2 separate regions of the Anas platyrhynchos genome follow, and region 2 is linked to region 1. Evidence: chromatin contacts called from public Hi-C data. All regions are on one chromosome and are shown on one strand. Each heading gives the region's core, a stretch centred on a gene start, on an enhancer-like site or on the middle of the called end of the contact. The rest is flanking DNA. Distances are from core to core; before and after follow the strand shown. Region 1 overlaps ERN1 (endoplasmic reticulum to nucleus signaling 1). Region 2 holds the start of TEX2 (testis expressed 2).

Region 1 (4,100 bases), core at 817-3,316:
TAAGTAGCCTATGGAATGAAAGGGACTTTCCTTCACGTTTTCAATTTCATTCTGAACTTTCATAGCAAACCAAGGAATCACACAGGTTGGTTAATATTGCAAAAGCTGACTCATTAGGCTGACTGGGTGTCTTTCAATCACAGAAGGATAAAGGCTTTGATCCAAAAGCCAGAAAACCTGATAGTGGTTCAGATGAGGAAGGGGGGAATGAAGCCAGTGATTAACATTAAGATCATGTACATGGAAAATAGTAACATGAGAAACTGAACTGGTGGAATTAAAAAAAAAATCTCTGGAGTTGGCACATATGCCAGAGAAATCGCTGTTATACCAGATATATAGCCTTTGTTTCCCCCTGCATCTCTGGGGCTTAAAAATAAGAAAAAAAATTTAGTGCATTATTTCCTAACTCCTGTGTCACCTGTTGGGGTTAGCTGCCAAATACTACTGACTGCCAAAACTGAAAAGCCCCCCAAACTAAGTCAGCATTACCATCGGATAGGTGATGATAAAAGCCACCCAGCCGATGAGCAGGAAAGTGCTGAGAATGATGGTGGCCATGTCTTTCAATATAGAGTCCACAGGAGCCTCTGGCCGAGCAATAGGCCGAGCAAGTTTCTCCTCAATGTCCTTTGGAACAGCAGGAGGCACTTCTGTTGTGGAACCTTCCACTATATCAATAACCTATGAGGAAGAGAAAGCTCTGTTAGCTCAAAGACCTCCATAAGCAGTAGATGATTTATATGCTAGGCTTTCTGCTAGATCACTTCTAATAAATCATAAATTTATAATTATATAATAATTATTATACATTTAAAATAATAATTTATAGCCCTACCAAAAAGAGTTTTGCATGTGGAAATAAAACATCTGAAAGCCCTAATTCTGAAATAAGAATGACACCTCATGATATCACTGATTCTACATGCAAGGTACATGAAAATCTGCCACAAGCAATGTGAAGTAATTTCATATAGCTTTTCTTCTGAGTCTCTCCACAACCTCTATTCTTCTATATTATTTAATCATCCAGTAAAATGATTATTCTCATCACAAACCTCTTCAATAGTGGCTTTATCAGAGTCAGCTGGAATCACATTTTCAGGCCTCTTGGGTAAATTGCTTGGGAATTTCTCCAGGATCTTTGTAGGGGCAGATAATGGTGTTTCGTGGTGCCCTTAAAATAAAACACATTTGTTGAAATAAGAAATTGTCCCTCTTCAAGGAAGAGGGCCTTGATTTCAGCATCTTTGCTTAAGAGCATACACAAAGTTGATTTTCAAAAGACTTGAGATCACAGTCCAAGAGCTTGCATTAAAACATTTTTCCCGCTGTTCTGCCCCTGCAGTCACAGGTATAGTGAACACAGTTGTGAAGAACTCCCTGTTAGGGCATTGACGGTGGGTTTGGTTCCTGAGCTCTCTGTGACCATGCCAGGAACACATTACAATGCCTCCTAGCTGTCTCTCTGTCAAGTTAGTTTTACTTTGTGATGTGGCCTTGAAGCAAAGATCGTGTTTGAGATCTGAAATAGTTCTGAGGGGCATGAATCATATTGCATAAGAAGGAAGGAAGAATCAATCCAGCACTTAGCTACAATTGCTCTTCATGCTCCTTTGGCTCATGCTAACCAAGTAAGTGAGAAGAAGGAGAAGCAACTGTGCTCCCAGCTTTTCCAATTGGAGTGCCTTAATCCCTCATTTGTGAAATGAGGAAGACATGAACATCCAATCTTTATAATGAGAATTAAAGTAATATGCGCAATAAAATCCCAAAGAACCAGAATATAGTATGTGCAACAATGTTCACCGTAAATTATCTATACCCCTCTCTGGATGAGGAGGCAAATAAATAAACAACTTCCCACACACTGAGCTGAACACTCCTCATCCTATAAACTGAGTAAAGCAGAGGCCTTGGAAAAATTAGTAAGCAGATATCTGCTTAATGCATATTCCAAAGGGGACGAATTGACAATGATTACTAGAATGTAGTAATTGCCTCAGTTTAGGCAGTCATTGTGACTTTGATTTACAGAAGTAGAAAAACAGCTCTTAGGCCTGGATTAAAAGTGTCCACGAGATGGCAATGTGAACCTGCCTGACAAGCAGACAAGGGCTAAGAGAGGGACCTCATAATATACCTATTAAAAGCCAGTCGTTCCAGTAGTTGAGTTTGGTCTTTTCTTTCAGTCTGCCTGAAAACTTCAAATCCGTACTGGGGGTGATAACACACTCGCCAGTGTCTTCGATTGTGACTCCTTCTGTTTTTGGACCCTCTAGTAAGGGTATAGCACTGCCACGGGGCTAGAAAGAGAGACCATTGCTATAATTAATAACACACTGTTTCTCTGTAATATTTAAGTAGGCAAGTAAGTAGAAAAAAATGGAGGGTCAAAATTAGTGGGCAAGCAAAAACTCCCAGCAGCAAAGTCACCATAAGTAAATACTGCTATTACACCCTCAGTAAATGCTTCAACAGCCTTGGACATTAGACCTAACTTACATGTTGCCTAGGCGATGAGATTACTCTCTCTTTTTAGAAAAGTGAAACAGGAGCTTTGTTTGCTACCTGGATAGTCACTGAAAAAAATAACTATGGTGCAGTTTCCTATCAAAAGGGAGTTATTTTGATTATAAAAATAAATACAATTTTAAAAAAGCCATTTTAACAGTAACCACAATACATCAACAGTACTGCACAGCTACCTCTGGTCCACTCCTGCTAAGCTCATCTGGCACAATTCCCGATGATCTACAGTCACGTCTTTGCAACATTTGAAATGACTTTGGAAATACAGTCATGCATTCTAAATGCTTACTGTTGTTTCATGAAGTACTCAATTTGCCATTTATTTATAGCAATCTGCAATTTAAAAACTAATTGCTGTAGACCTACAGTCTTCAGTGTTTTATTTTCTATTTTAATAAGGATCATCCTTTTTCAGATATTGGAACAAATTTAATCGGTACAGGTCCACCTTATACTGCATAACAGTTTGTCTTCTGTTACAAGACAGAATGATAGGGTTATAAAATCATTTTACTTAGGAAAGTATATCATGCTTTCACAACAGAAGTCTCAGAATTCCAGATGCAATCAAAATATCCCTTTTTTAGATACACTGAAGATACTTCTCATAGAAATAAGCTCACTATTTGTGTGTTGATGGGACTTTACAATAATTCTGTACATTTTGATGAACATATGTTCTACTGTCTGCTCTCACTCAAAACAGAGTTCATTTCAACTCCTTTGTAACTCAAAACAATACAAATTCTGTAAAGACACTTTTCAGCAGATGTCATTCAACTCTTGTAGCTCCCAACTTACCATGACCGCTACTCCTTCATGCACCATTGATGGTGATGCATACAAACTTGTGGAGTACTTCCCTACATATAGAGTTGGTCTGGAAAAAAAACAAAAACAATACATGTTAGAAAGAAATAGATGACAGTTTTACCATCTTAGCTAGGTTGCCAAGGTTAAAACCCTGGCAACACAATCCTACAAAACTAATGCATGAATTTCTAAAATCATCAACATCTAGTTCTTAAAAACACTGAATTCATAAACTTAAATGCTGCTGTATGATCAAGCCATTTGTTTTAATTATGAAAGCATTATTAGTTGTCATTACTCATATAACTCATGTCCTATTCTTTATTATTCAACAGCTGACATTTGCCAAAATGTTTTGCACCTAAATGAAAAATTACATTATAAACTACATTTTAAAAAAGAAGCATTATAAAAAATACACTTATAATTCATTATTAAAATTATATTATAATCTACATTATTAAAATATTCTTTTATTAGGTAAACACAGAATGTCTGATAAAAAACCTAATAAACATTTGCTAAATTTTTCATAGTTTTTTTTTCTCTGCCTTTAGATAGTGAAAGATGAAATATGATATACAATGACTGCTAGAGAGCTAGACTGCTGACAAAACCCTGACAAATAGCAAAAACAACAGGAATATTCATGCTCACGTTAGTTTGCTCTTGGTCTCTGTTTCCTTTGGGAAAGGATATTTCCACTTGGTAATGTGTCCAACCTCCCCAGACATGAATGTCAAGTATCGCAGAGT
Region 2 (4,100 bases), core at 1,110-3,609, 93 kb after region 1:
TACGTGCCCTTTCCCTCGCAACAGCTGTAGCCCGTCTGACAGCATTACTGCCCCTGTGCTCAAAAGCTGGGGGCTTATGATGCAAGTGAGCTTACGGGTGAATTGCAACATTAAGAACTTGAACTGGACCAAGCTCACGAAGAAGCAATTAGAACAAGCACATAGCTTCCCCTGAAAAGTAAATAAACTTCGGGGTTTAATCACCCACCGATGAACAGGATGTTTACTCCGCACAGAATGAGTGCCCTGCATTTTACAAACAATTAATTGACCTGTGTAAGAGAGAAAGAAGTGGTGGTTGGCAGGCTTTTGAAAACTCTCCTAAAGAGTGGCCGAGATCAGACGAGGAGCTCCCACCACTGCAGGAAGGAAAGTCCCACGGCTCAGCTCTGCGGCTCCAACAGGTGCCCAGGAGCACCCCCGCGGGGAGCAGGGACGTGGCCCCCGCCTGCAGCCCTGCGACTTCTCTGCCACCGGGGGGCAGCACCGCATCGGGCTGCAAGGTCCCGGCCCGGGCACCCGTGGCACTGAAAGGAGGCTTGGCAGAGCATTTCGTGCCCTTCCCCGGTGGTTTCTAGCATGAAGCAGCCAGCACATCGTCGCTGCTTTTTCCACCAAAGGTCACACACAAACGCACTTACATTAGACAAGAAAATAAGTAGCTGCTAGTTTGCTGGAAAGGAAAAAACTAATGGTGGCAAGCAGGAAGAGGCTTTTGGCTTAAAGCGTTTCTGTCCCAAAGCCTCTGCTCTAGAACAGTAAAAATGTTATAAAGTTAATCAAATGAGGGAGTGGGATGTGCAGGTCACTTTCTGAACATGCTTAAGTCAAGAAGGACGTGGCCCTGCCAGAACTGCTCAGAAAAGGCAATGCCACGAAGGGGCCTGAGAATTTTCCCTAGTTCTCCTGTCAAAATGAGTTTTTAACAGCTAGCTTGAATTCTTACTGTAAAGCATTCCCTAGCATAAAAAATGATATGCTAGGGAAAATTCATGCAAGTTTATCTACAAAATGCAAGCTCAGACTTTTAGATTTAGATACAAATGTTGAGACTTTCAGATACCTTTATCTCAAAATTATCATTCTTCCTTGGTCCTGATAATCAGAAAACATTAACAAACTGCTAAAAGTTTCAACTTAGAAAGGTAACACCATCATTTCTTTCCTAGTTTAGGAATTAACACATAAGTGGTACTGCAATTTTTAAAGTGAAAAGCTGTTGCTCTTGCTCTTTCCTGGGTCTTCATGAATCATAAAAACCTCTCTTAAGAAAGAGAGTCTGAGGTCTTTTTCTCCTCTCAAGCAAGCGGTCTCAAGTTATTACTAATGTGAATGACACCTGCAGGCGCTGTTCTGCAAGGTGCTTTTTCTTACAGTCTCACATGAAACACGTCATTGTGCACATGGATTGGCTCTTTCAGGTGCAAAACAGCATAAATGTCACCACACAAACACAGCCTTAATCTAATTGGGGCAGACAGGTGTCTGCACATTGCCATGTGCGCACAGGAGAGCCAACAGGACTAGCAGTGCAAATAGGAAAGCAAAAGCCTGTCACCTTCAACTCACCACGCCTACATACTACCTTATAAATCCAAGCTTGTCCCCACCCCAAACTGATTTTAGGAGATCCTTTTATTTGTCTTCTCAAAACATAAATATTTAGCAACACACCTCATCTTATATTTGCTGAGTGCATCTTGGTGACAAGTAGAAATCTGAATTGGCTTTTTGGTTGTTTTTCAATAACATATTGTTTGACCTCTAATCTGGGTTTTAATCTGTTTCAGTAACAGATTCAAGGCATTTCCCAAATGTTTCCAGTGACACAATGGGGCTTGTTTGGCATCCAGAAGACATGCTTATAACAGGACATTTGGACTCCTTGTGTAGTTGTTTACTTCCTGGGCTCATTGACCTTGTCTTCGCTGGAGATGTCTGTTGATCTGTGTCCCATATTTTTAAATATTTGTGATGTATCTGTAAAACAAAGCAAAAGTGCTCAAAGCAGTACACAGCACTCTAATAAATGAATGTATCAGGTATGCTTCAGGAGAGCAAATAAACAACCTTTATTATAGCTAAACCCAAAACACTTCAGGATTAAGTTAGGATTAGCCAAGGGATGATCTGAAATAGACCAATGAATTGTCCGATGGCTACTCCATCCTGCACAGATGACACCGTGAAACTTCCCAGAAACCAGTGCTTTTCTGAGCCTTGACAAGGGCTGTGGAAAGGTTTGTGGAGGAACTTTTAGCTTTGTAATTTAGCAAGAGATGTGAATGCAAGCACTCCTGTGCTCACTCTTAAACTTAATTAAGTATTTACCTGCTGCTAAACTGGTCCATGACAACAGATCTAGGTGCCTGAAATCAGTTGTTACAGAGACAACATCTTCCATACATCATTTATGAAATGTATCTGTACGATTCATCACTAAGAAGCTTCACAGATATTCACTTGCAAGTGGTCACTAATATGAACATGCAAGATCCAGTGCAAAGTTCAGTTCAGAGTTTTTTTTATTAAAACACCTTTTCACATTCCCTATAGTAACAGACTTGTATGGACACTTGTGGGATGCTAGAATGAACATCTTTCATCAGAATTCAGTCATTTGTGAAAGGCTTATGATACAAAAAACATTTGCATGGGGAACAATAAATTAGAAATACTAGCCAGTAACTTGAGCTTGAAAATTTAAAAGTTTGGAATGAAGATATAAAACCTTTTTGTATTTCTTGCTGATTTTGTGCCTTTGATGCAATGCTTTAAGCAGTAACTATATATGTATATACACATCCATGTCTTCTCTTTGTAATTAAAATGAGAACCTTCTTACCTGTGGCCCAGATCTTGTAGTAATTTAATCTGCAGTAAGAAAAGGAGAGCAATTGCAGTGTCAGAGACCAGCTTCTTAAAGGATGTTAAAGGATGGTACTTTTTGTTTTTCTGTTAAACTAATGCAACTGAAAAAAACGTGGGCTTCAGAGATTAGATCCAGGTCCAGAACTGGATCCATGATAATCATTTATCATACTATAGAGAAGAGGAATAGGTATGGAGTTCCGTAGTGGACAAGCTGGGCACAAGTATAACTTTAGATCTCTCCTAAAATCCCAGGAATAAGCATTATACATAACTGTTTTTTCAGATACAAACTCACCGACCTCGGTGTAGTATCCACCCACTCAAGATGTTTATTTTGCATCATCCAAAATAAGCATGATTAGCAATCATTCCTTGAAGAACCATCATAGCAAACTAACCAACAACATCAGAACTTTTAGAAGGAAAAAGCAGTTTAGCAAAGAATAAAGAATATTTGTGTCTCTACTGAGAGAAGCACTTGGTAAAGTACTGAATCTCTGAACAGTTATTCAAGTTTTTAGAGAGCCCAGAGCTCACTCTTCTGTTAGGCCCTAATTGCAGCGTAGCATCCAAATGAGCTATAAATTAGCTGGCTCCAAGACTGGTAGCAGTCCAGCTGCTGCAGCACAGGGAGTTCAGCGCAAGATGCAAGATCACATCGAAGTACATACATGGCTGGGCAGGCTGTGCTGAGCTCTGTTCTGCCACGGTAGAGTGTTACTGATTACCAAGTTAGCTAGATTAAAGCAAGCTTAGATATTTCTACATTCTATTAGCATCACAGTAGTTACTGCACTGCAGAAATGTACTTTCTCAGCCATAGTTTCCCCTTTTATTTCCTCAGAGCATGATGAATTGGGAGGCTAGAAAGACAAAATTTCATTAGCAGGGGAAATTAAAGATGGGAACCCAGGTCAGTGGTTTCCTGAGCCACTTTCCTATGAGAATTTTTTTTGCATTTTTTTCCATTAAATGCTTTAGGAATATCTCTTTTGTTCCCCTTGAGGAAATAAACTTTGGAAAGAAGAGCCTGGCAAACTCATAAGTAAGTGCTGCAGAGCTTTTGAAACAGTTGCAACATCTTCCATCTCGGCTTGTTTTCTTCTCCCAGATGATGTTTGAGATGAGTACTCTAGGTAGCATCAGGATGCCCTTGTATTCTCTGTTGGCAACAAGACCAAAAAAAGAAAAAAAAAAAATGAATGTAAATAGCCCCCTGCCCTCCC

What was found. A called contact is a pair of places that touch in the nucleus more often than the background predicts.
Region 2: a Hi-C map of liver shows a contact between it and region 1, with 2.1 times the contacts expected there. The contact joins the promoter of TEX2 here to the enhancer-like site in region 1. A contact is called at or near these places in 2 of 8 Hi-C or Micro-C datasets (liver and subcutaneous adipose tissue).

Annotation. Positions count from the first base shown.
Region 1 is chr19:6,530,220-6,534,319 of IASCAAS_PekinDuck_T2T, forward strand. It overlaps ERN1 (endoplasmic reticulum to nucleus signaling 1), which reads right to left. Exons shown (of 22, transcript XM_072025564.1): 8 at 4,003-4,100; 9 at 3,334-3,412; 10 at 2,144-2,306; 11 at 1,059-1,177; 12 at 493-684. Among named protein-coding and RNA genes, the nearest start is that of ERN1, 30 kb to the right of the region's middle. Within about 2 kb of position 2,067, at least 1 of the 8 cell types and tissues checked has an H3K27ac peak or open chromatin away from gene starts, as enhancers often do. A contact at or near this core is called in subcutaneous adipose tissue, where this site is marked.
Region 2 is chr19:6,622,978-6,627,077 of IASCAAS_PekinDuck_T2T, forward strand. TEX2 (testis expressed 2) reads right to left here and starts at 2,360. Exons shown (of 12, transcript XM_072025560.1): 1 at 1,675-2,360. It overlaps PECAM1 (platelet and endothelial cell adhesion molecule 1), which reads right to left. Exons shown (of 15, transcript XM_005012300.6): 15 at 2,508-4,036. The coding sequence ends at 4,017.